2 separate regions of the Zea mays genome follow, and region 2 is linked to region 1. A link is a contact called in public Hi-C data. All regions are on one chromosome and are shown on one strand. The core of a region is the stretch at or near the end of the contact, and the rest is flanking DNA. Distances in the headings are between cores, read along the strand shown.

Evidence for each region. Hi-C and Micro-C count contacts between places; a contact is called where the count stands out from the background.
Region 2: a Hi-C map of ear shows a contact between it and region 1, with 1.6 times the contacts expected there. The contact joins the promoter of LOC103654911 here to the promoter of LOC100272855 in region 1. A contact is called at or near these places in 2 of 25 Hi-C or Micro-C datasets (ear and tassel).

The regions. Positions count from the first base shown.
Region 1 is chr4:245,632,413-245,636,747 of Zm-B73-REFERENCE-NAM-5.0, reverse strand. LOC100272855 (putative TCP-1/cpn60 chaperonin family protein) reads left to right here and starts at 2,189. Exons shown (of 14, transcript NM_001147308.1): 1 at 2,189-2,259; 2 at 2,367-2,627; 3 at 3,400-3,525; 4 at 3,622-3,825; 5 at 4,298-4,335. The coding sequence starts at 2,245.
Region 2 is chr4:245,846,431-245,850,765 of Zm-B73-REFERENCE-NAM-5.0, reverse strand. It overlaps LOC103654911 (translation factor GUF1 homolog, chloroplastic), which reads right to left and starts at 2,187. Exons shown (of 22, transcript XM_008681719.3): 1 at 1,881-2,187; 2 at 1,550-1,726; 3 at 1,219-1,305; 4 at 939-995; 5 at 720-785; 6 at 281-343; 7 at 97-141. The coding sequence starts at 2,093.

The DNA.
Region 1 (4,335 bases), core at 940-3,439:
TCTTGCAAGCCTAGTCCCCGTTGAGGTGGTCACAAAGACCGGGTCTCTTTCAACCCTTTCCCTCTCTCAAACGGTCACTTAGACCGAGTGAGCTTTCTCCTTAATCAAACGGGTCACTTAGACCCCTCACAAGGACCACCACAACTTGATGTCTGTTGCTTTGATTACAAGTGTCTTGAGAACAAGAAAGAGGAAGAAGAAAAGCGATCCAAGCGACAAGAACTCAAATGAACACGAAAATTTCTCTCTCACAAGTCACTAAGTGTTTGGAGTGGTTTTGGACTTTGGAGAGGATTTGATCTCTTGTTGTGTCTTGGAGTAAAGTCTAAAGTTCTTGTATTGAATGCAATATGCTGGAAACTTGAATGCCTTGAATAGTGGTGGTTGGGGGTATTTATAGCCCCAACCACCAAAATAGCCATTGGGGAGGGTTGCTGTCGATGGGCGCATCGGACAGTCCGGTGCGCCACCGGGCACTGTCTGGTGCGCCAGCCACGTCACCCAACTGTTAGGGTTCTGACGGTTTCGACCGTTGGAGCGCTGACTTCATGTCGCACCGGACAGCTACTGTTCAGTGTCCGGTGCGCCTCTAGCGCCTGCTCTGACTTCTGCGTGCACTGTTCACGCACTGTTCACGCTTTTGCAGACGACCGTTGCGATGATAGCTGTTGCTCCGTTGGCACACCGGACAGTCCGGTGAATTATAGTGGAGCAGCGCCTGAGAAACCCGAAGGTGAAGAGTTCAGCCTGTACGGTCCCTGGGGCATCGGACAGTCCGGTGCGCTAGACCAGGGTTCTCTTCGGTTTCTTTTGCTCCTTTCTTTTTGAACCCTAATTTAGATCTTTTTATTGGTTTGTGTTGAACCTTTAGCACCTGTAGAACATATAATCTAGAGCAAACTAGTTAGTCCAATTATTTGTGTTGGGCATTTGAACCACCAAAATCATTTAGGAAAAGATTTGAACCTATTTCCCTTTCACTTCACTCTGGAACCAAACATAAAAGGGAGCCGCTCGTTCTGCTTCACTCTATAACCAAACCAAAAACATAGGGTGGCATCGTTCTAGCTGCCAAACATAGAACATAATAGTTCTATCTTTAGAATCTGGAATAGAGTCGCTCCGTCCCAATAGAACATGGAACCAAACACTACCTAACATTTTAGGATGCCTTTGCAAGCTTTGCGGTACACACCATCCACGGGGAATAAGGCCCTGTTCGTTCCTTCTACTAAACTTTAGTCCCTGCTATTGAGCACCATTTGTGGCACTGGACACGACCGAACGGTTCAGGCCCTTAGGCTCAGACGGTCCACGAATAGATTGAATCAGGCGGTTAAAACTCCTATCTCCTCGCGTGTTTAGCCCTTTAAACCCGCAGGAGATGTTGGAGAACGCTAGAAACGGGTCTAGACCCCCTTATATATTTGAAGGGAGAGTAGACAATAACATATTTTCCTATGTCTAATCTTCACATCTCTTCGGCTCTACGTCGTTTAGAGGCGTCTTGGATGGCCTATCGATCCCAAGACAAACCCTAGGATCTCTTCTCCCTGACGGTGTCCTTCCCGTGAGCGAGATCCAGGTGTTGTTGGCAAACTCATCGCATCTGCGCATACGCGGACCGTCCGACTCGTTAGGCAGAAACCCTAGCTCTTGAGCCAGGTTGCGGACCGTCCGACCCTCAGTCACGGACCGTCCGTGCCGCCGATACTCATCACAATGATTGCGGCGCTAACACCTACCATATTGGACGTTTGGATGCTAGTTAAAAATATTAATATAGTTTAGTTATAAAATTAATTATATAGATGAGAATTGAACGATAAGACGAATACATTAAACTTAATTAATTTATGATTCAACCATATGAACATTTGCTAATTATATATTAATTAGGTATATAAATTTGTATCATCGTTTAGTTTATATCTATATAATAAAATTTATAATTAAATTATATTTAATACTCGTGATAGTCAACACACGTAAAAACAGAGAGAGCTCGAACAGTAGAATCTGTGACGAGAGCCCACCGGGCCGGCACCAGTCAGACTCGAGACTACCATTCTACAAGCTATCACAAGAGTGTTGTGGGCTTGTGGCGCAGCAGCAGACGGACGCCAGGTTTTTTTCCTTTTAGACCGCAACCTCAAAACCCTAGCTTGTCCCTCCTGCTCCCAGATCTCTTCCACTCGGCCACTCCCTAGCACATCAAACCCTAGCTCCGCCCAGCCCCCAACCATGTCGGCGATGATGGTAAGCGCCATCTCCACGGAGCCCTTACCCGAATCCGCTGGCACCTTGGCTCTCGCACGCAAGCTCTGATTCGCTGGTCTGATGGCGGCGCTATTCGTGATTCGCAGCAACCGCAGATCATCCTGCTCAAGGAGGGCACGGACACGTCGCAGGGGCGCGCTCAGGTGGTGAGCAATATCAACGCGTGCACGGCGGTGGGCGACACCGTGCGGACCACGCTGGGGCCTCGGGGGATGGACAAGCTCATCCACGACGACAAGGGCGGAGTCACCATCTCCAACGACGGCGCCACCATCATGCGCCTCCTCGACATCGTGCACCCCGCCGCCAAGATCCTTGTCGACATCGCCAAGTCGCAGGACTCCGAGGTAACCATCTAGCTACAAATCTTTGCCTGTAGCTGTGGAAACCTGCCTCATTGCGATCTATTCCACGCATTACTTTGGCTATGGTAGTTGCCACTTGGGGCAGACAGTTAAGAAAACAAGAACACTAACCTGTTAATCCTAAACCATTTCGTCACGTTTAATCTGAGTGAAGTGGAATCGGGTTGTTAAGGCGTGATGGGCACACGATTTTGGTGGAATTACTCACAGATACATAGTTTAGCCATGGATGGGTTGTGCAGTTGAGGTGTAAGCCAAGGAATTGCAATTTGAACAGCGGGAATGATGACAGGCCTAATCCATTGCTGGCCAACCCACTGATCTCTTCTGTTTGGACTAAGATGTGTCCAGTGTTATCTACAGGCATTTGGCTCAATGCAATAGTGCCGTAGAGCTTTTGTACCATGAAATGCTATTGTATTTTTACGTTCTTAAAATCTGTCCTATTTTTTTTTTCTTCTGTCGCTTCGTTTTGAGTCATGCAATCCTACGCTAAACTGATGCATTTGATATTCACAGAAGTTTCTTATTTTCTGTTTTAGTATTGCTTGCAGTTTTTATTTGCATGTATCAAATATTATGTATCACAACAGTTGAGTTTACATCTAGTTCTGTGTTATTCTTATAAAGCGACGCTGTTGCATAATTTGCTTGCAGTTTTGGCTTTCATTGTTTTTTGCTGTACCTATGTTTGTTGGTTTATAGAGCTTGGACATGCATATTAAGCTCAACCTTAAATTTCTTATTTGCTCAGGTCGGCGATGGGACAACTACTGTGGTGCTTCTAGCTGCAGAATTCTTAAAGGAAGCAAAACCTTATATCGAGGACGGGGTGCACCCCCACAGTCTAATTCGCAGTTATAGAACTGCAGGCAATATGGTCTGTAACCACCATATCCTTTTTGAACAGGCGACCTTTTGATTCTCTGCAGCTATTTTGCAAAGTTGATTATTCATTAACATGAATTTCTATCAGGCAATCCAAAGGGTTAAAGAGCTGGCAGTTAGCATAGAAGGAAAAAGCCTTGAAGAGAAGAAATCACTGCTAGCCAAGTGCGCTGCTACAACACTCTCTTCAAAACTTATAGGTGGTGAAAAAGAATTCTTTGCTTCTATGGTTGTGGATGCTGTCCTTGCCATTGGCAATGATGACAGGCTTAATCTTATTGGGATTAAAAAGGTGATTGTTGCAATGTTCACTTTCAAGATGTTGCTCTTGATATCATTTTGGCTTCAGAACTGATATATTAAGGATTGGTTACTAGGCAATCAAGTAAACAAATATTTTCATCTAGAAGGGTTGTACCATTCTAATGTTTTAAGCTGTAGAACAACATACCTAAGATAACCATTTTTGCTCAAAGATAACAAGGTAGCCATTTAGTTATTGATTTTGTTCCACCAGGCTCTATGGATTGATCCATAAAACAATGATTTTATTATGCAGAACGAAAGGGATTCATTTAAGGGGAAAACTATGCTAGGGTATATATTACAAATTCAGTGATGAACCCAGCATTGATTGCCATTATTTTTTAATAGCTCTGTGCCCCTTAATCACAGGCTTTACATACTTGGCGTGCCACATAATATAATATTTATTTGATTTTTCATGATAAGACATTAATATCTGATAGTATGATGTATCTTAGGTTCCTGGAGGTACCATGAGAGACTCTTTTTTGGTGAA
Region 2 (4,335 bases), core at 938-3,437, 210 kb before region 1:
GTTCATAAAGGGGGCACAATATGTTCTATCTGCAATTTATATACAAGTAACTCTGTAGAAAAAAAGGAAAGAAATGAAAAGGAAAGAAAAACTAACCTTTGCTGAACACCGAATTGCATCACGACAGTCCAATCCAATTATCTGGTAATAATAAAGGCAAGGATGAATTTTTAGTTCTAAGAAAAAAATGGAGCATAACTTTTAAGTGGGAATACAAGGAACTGTTGGCTAAAGAACGTAGAAGACAAGTCCAAGATAGGGGTGATGCTTTCAGAAATACCTCTTCAATTTCCTGTGCGACACGATCAGGTTCAGCACCAGGAAGATCTATTTTATTTAGAACCTGAATTAGAAGACAAAGTCATGGTCGAACAGAAAAAGGAGAAAGGATATCTGGATATCATATAAATTGTTTAATTTGCTATCTAAGTTTAATAAGGGCAATCAAACAATTAAATCTTAAATGTATTTGAGTGAACTTAAGCAAGTTGTTATCCATGTTACAGAATGATTTTCACAATGGTTGTCATCGTTAGTTCATTACTCAGTTTGCATCTAGATCTAATGAGGTAAAAAGGGCAATACCAAAAAGGAAAAGTAGTATTTCAAATACTCGGGTGAAGCCCAAAGTATAGGGATTTTGCAATGAAATGAAAACAATTGTAAAAATCTGAGAATAGGAACCATAGTTTGTGCACAGGAAATGTGGTAGAACAAACCGGTATGATTTCAAGGTTGTTTTCCAATGCAAGGTACACATTCGCTAACGTCTGAGCTTCAACACCCTGCATAAAGCCATCATACATCCTTCACATTGCAGCACATGTATATTGGAAGCCAGCAAAACCATTGCTAGATTCCGTGTATTGGCATGCAGAAGACAAATATCTTCAGATATATAACTATTGAAACTTACAGTAAGGAAATATATATTGCACCTGAGAAGCATCAACAACAAGAAGTGCGCCCTCACAGGCAGCTAGAGAGCGGGAAACCTAGCATCCAATCAGGTAGTTCCAAAGATGTTTAAATCGACTCCCAGTGTTGAAAATAGGACTACAAAAATTACCATAGTACAACCACATACACTCCAAACGGTCTCAAAATTTTAGAAGAATTAAATCTCCAATTAGCAATTAATGGGAAGCAATCATCATTGCCTCCTGGAAGCAGTAAAACTTCTCTGTCTGAGAGTGGTATGAACAAGCGACTACATACCTCGTACGAGAAATCAACATGCCCTGGTGTATCAATTAAATTCAGGCAGTAAGGCTCATTATTCATGACGTAGCGCATCCGAGCTGCCTATAAAACAAATTATTAGAACATGTGTAAACATATCATACATCAAAAATGAATAATACAATGGGAGAACTCCAGTAGGAGCTATGTACAAGCAAATGACAGACCAAACTAGCAAAGACACAAGAAAATTGTCCGTGTGTAGCAACTATTGATTTCAAGAGTTTCGCCCCATTGATAAACATAGAGATGTTAAATGATCTTAATTAACCGACCGGTCACATGTTACAACTTTGTGTATCGGTACCTGCAATTTTATGGTGATCCCTCTCTCCCTCTCCAGGTCCATGTTATCCAGAAACTGCTCCTTCATCTCCCTCTTCTGCACCGTGCCAGTAAGCTCCAGCAGCTTATCCGCCAGTGTGGACTTGCCATGGTCAATGTGCGCGATGATGCAGAAGTTCCTGATATTCGAAATGGGCACCTAGCAGGACAAAACACGCGCCGAAATAACACGCTAATGAGCACCGGCACAACGCAATAGTGGAAATCACCAATGTATACATACACGATTATAAATAATACAACATGAAATAAATCGCTGCCTCGCTAACGAGTAACGACGGGCAGGCGGCTACCTTCTGGAGGCGGTCCTGGCCGGCGTCGGTGGTGGAGGCAGCAGCGGGCGCGGGGGCCGCGAGGCAGAGAACGCGGCCGCGGGGCGCTGCGTAGAGACTGCGAGGGAGGGGAGGACCACGACCGGTAGCAGGAGCATGTCGCCGGCGCCCCGGTGCGGGGCGCGACGGCCGCGGCGCGAGGACGGCGAGGCGGGAAGCGGTGGCGGTGGCCATGAGAGGTGGATGAGCGCTGGAGCCTGCGGGCCGCAGAGGTTCGCTTGTCTCGCCGCGCTGTCTATCCACACTTCACTTCCACATACCACAGGCAGGGAGGCGGGCGCACGCTGACGCAACAGAGATTTTGGGCCCACTCCAGTAACCGTTGCCGCCTTGCCGCCGACCCGAGCCCGAGATTTTGAGCCCAGGTTAACCATCTCGTTTTCCTTTTTTTATTAGCGGTAACGACCAAAACCGGTGAATTTTGAATTGTTTGAGTTCTCAAAAAAAAACTCGGCCAAATTTTTTATTTCTCTAGTAAAAATCAGCGTTTCTCGGCGAAAGTCAGTGTATATATTTTTCTTTTTAAAAAATAAATTTCAGATCAAGGACTAAAAATTGTTAGTCAACACTGTGCAACAATATTTGTCGCTCAGACGGTAATTACTAAAGAAACACTTATTAGTTTCTACTAATAACTGAATAGCGCTTAGTCGTTACCAATAATTACTAAAATCTTTCAGTAATTATCAGTTGGGGCCGCATATACATACATATATGTCGGCGTTTCGAGACCGGAGGTCCCTCGGGCCGACGAGTGAGTGTCGCCGCGTGCCCCAGCCCAGATGGGTCGAGCGCGTGGGCGAGCGCGAAGGGGGGAAAAGAGCGAGGCGGCCGGAGACCGGCGTGAGAGAGGTGGGAATCCCGCGGCCTTCGTGTTCGTCCTGCGCCCAGGTCGGGTGCGCTTGCAGTAGGGGGTTACAAACGTCCACGCGGGAGAGGGAAGCGAGCGGCCCCAAGAGAGCGCATGTCCCGTCCTCGTCCCCGCGCGGCCAACCCTCTCTAAGAGGGCCCTGGTCCTTCCTTTTATAGGCGTAAGGAGAGGATCCAGGTGTACAATGGGGGTGTAGCAGAGTGCTACGTGTCTAGCGGGGGAGAGCTAGCGCCCTAAGTACATGCCGATGTGGCAGCCGGAGAGATTTTGGCACCCAGCTGGTGTGATGTCGTGGCCGTCGGAGGAGCGACGGAGCCTGGCGGAGGGACAGCTGTCGGAGCGGTTGAGTCCTTGCTGACGTCCTCCTGCTTCCGTAAGAGAGCTGAGAGCCGCCGTCGTCACAGAGCATGCGGGGCGCCATCATTGCCTATCTGGCGGAGCTAGCCAGATGGGACACCGGTCTTGTTCTCCGCGGCCCGCGTCAGCTCGGGGTAGGGTGATGATGGCGCTTCCTGTTGACGTGGCTGGCCTGCGCCCTAGGTTGGGCGACGTGGAGGCTCCTCCGAAGCCGAGGTCGAGTCTGTCTTCCATGGCCGAGGCCAAGTCCGAACCCCTTGGTCGGGCGAGGCGGAGGTCGTTCGGCAGAGGCCAGGGCGGAGTCCGAACCCTGGGGTCGGGCGAAGCGGAGTTCGTCGTCTTCTGGGGCTGAGCCCGAGTCCGAGCCCTGGGGTCGGGCGAAGCGGAGTTCGTCGTCTTCTGGGGCTGAGCCCGAGTCCGAGCCCTGGGTCGGGCGGAGTGGAGTTCGCCGTCTTCCGGGACTTAGCCCGAGTCCGAGCCCTGGGTCGGGCGGAGCGGAGTTCGCCGTCTTCCGGGACCTAGCCCGAGTCCGAGCCCTGGGTCGGGCGGAGCGGAGTTCGCCGTCTTCCGGGACCTAGCCCGAGTCCGAGCCCTAGGTCGGGCAGAGCGGAGTTCGCCGTCTTCCGGGACCTAGCCCGAGTCCGAGCCCTGGGTCGGGCGGAGCTTCCTATGGTGCCTTTGGCAGGGCCTGACTGCCTGTCAGTCTCACTCTGTCAAGTGGCACTGCAGTCGGAGTGGCGCAGGCGGCGCTGTCCTTCTGTCAGGCCGGTCAGTGGAGCGGCGAAGTGACGGCGGTCACTTCGGCTCTGCCGGAGGGCGCGCGTCCGGACAAAGGTGTCAGGTCACCTTTGCGTTAAATGCTCCTGCGACTTGGTCGGTCGGTGCGGCGATTTAGTCAGGGTTGCTTCTTAGCGAAGGCAGGGCCTCGGGCGAGCCGGAGATGTGTCCGCCGTTGGAGGGGGGCCTCGGGCGAGACGGAAATCCTTCGGGGTCGGCTGCCCTTGTTCGAGGCTAGGCTCGGGCGAGGCACGATCGAGTCGCTCGAATGGACTGATCCCTGACTTAATCGCACCCATCAGGCCTTTGCAGCTTTATGCTGATGGGGGTTACCAGCTGAGAATTAGGAGTCTTGAGGGTACCCCTAATTATGGTCCCCGACAGTAGCCCCCGAGCCTCAAAGGGAGTGTT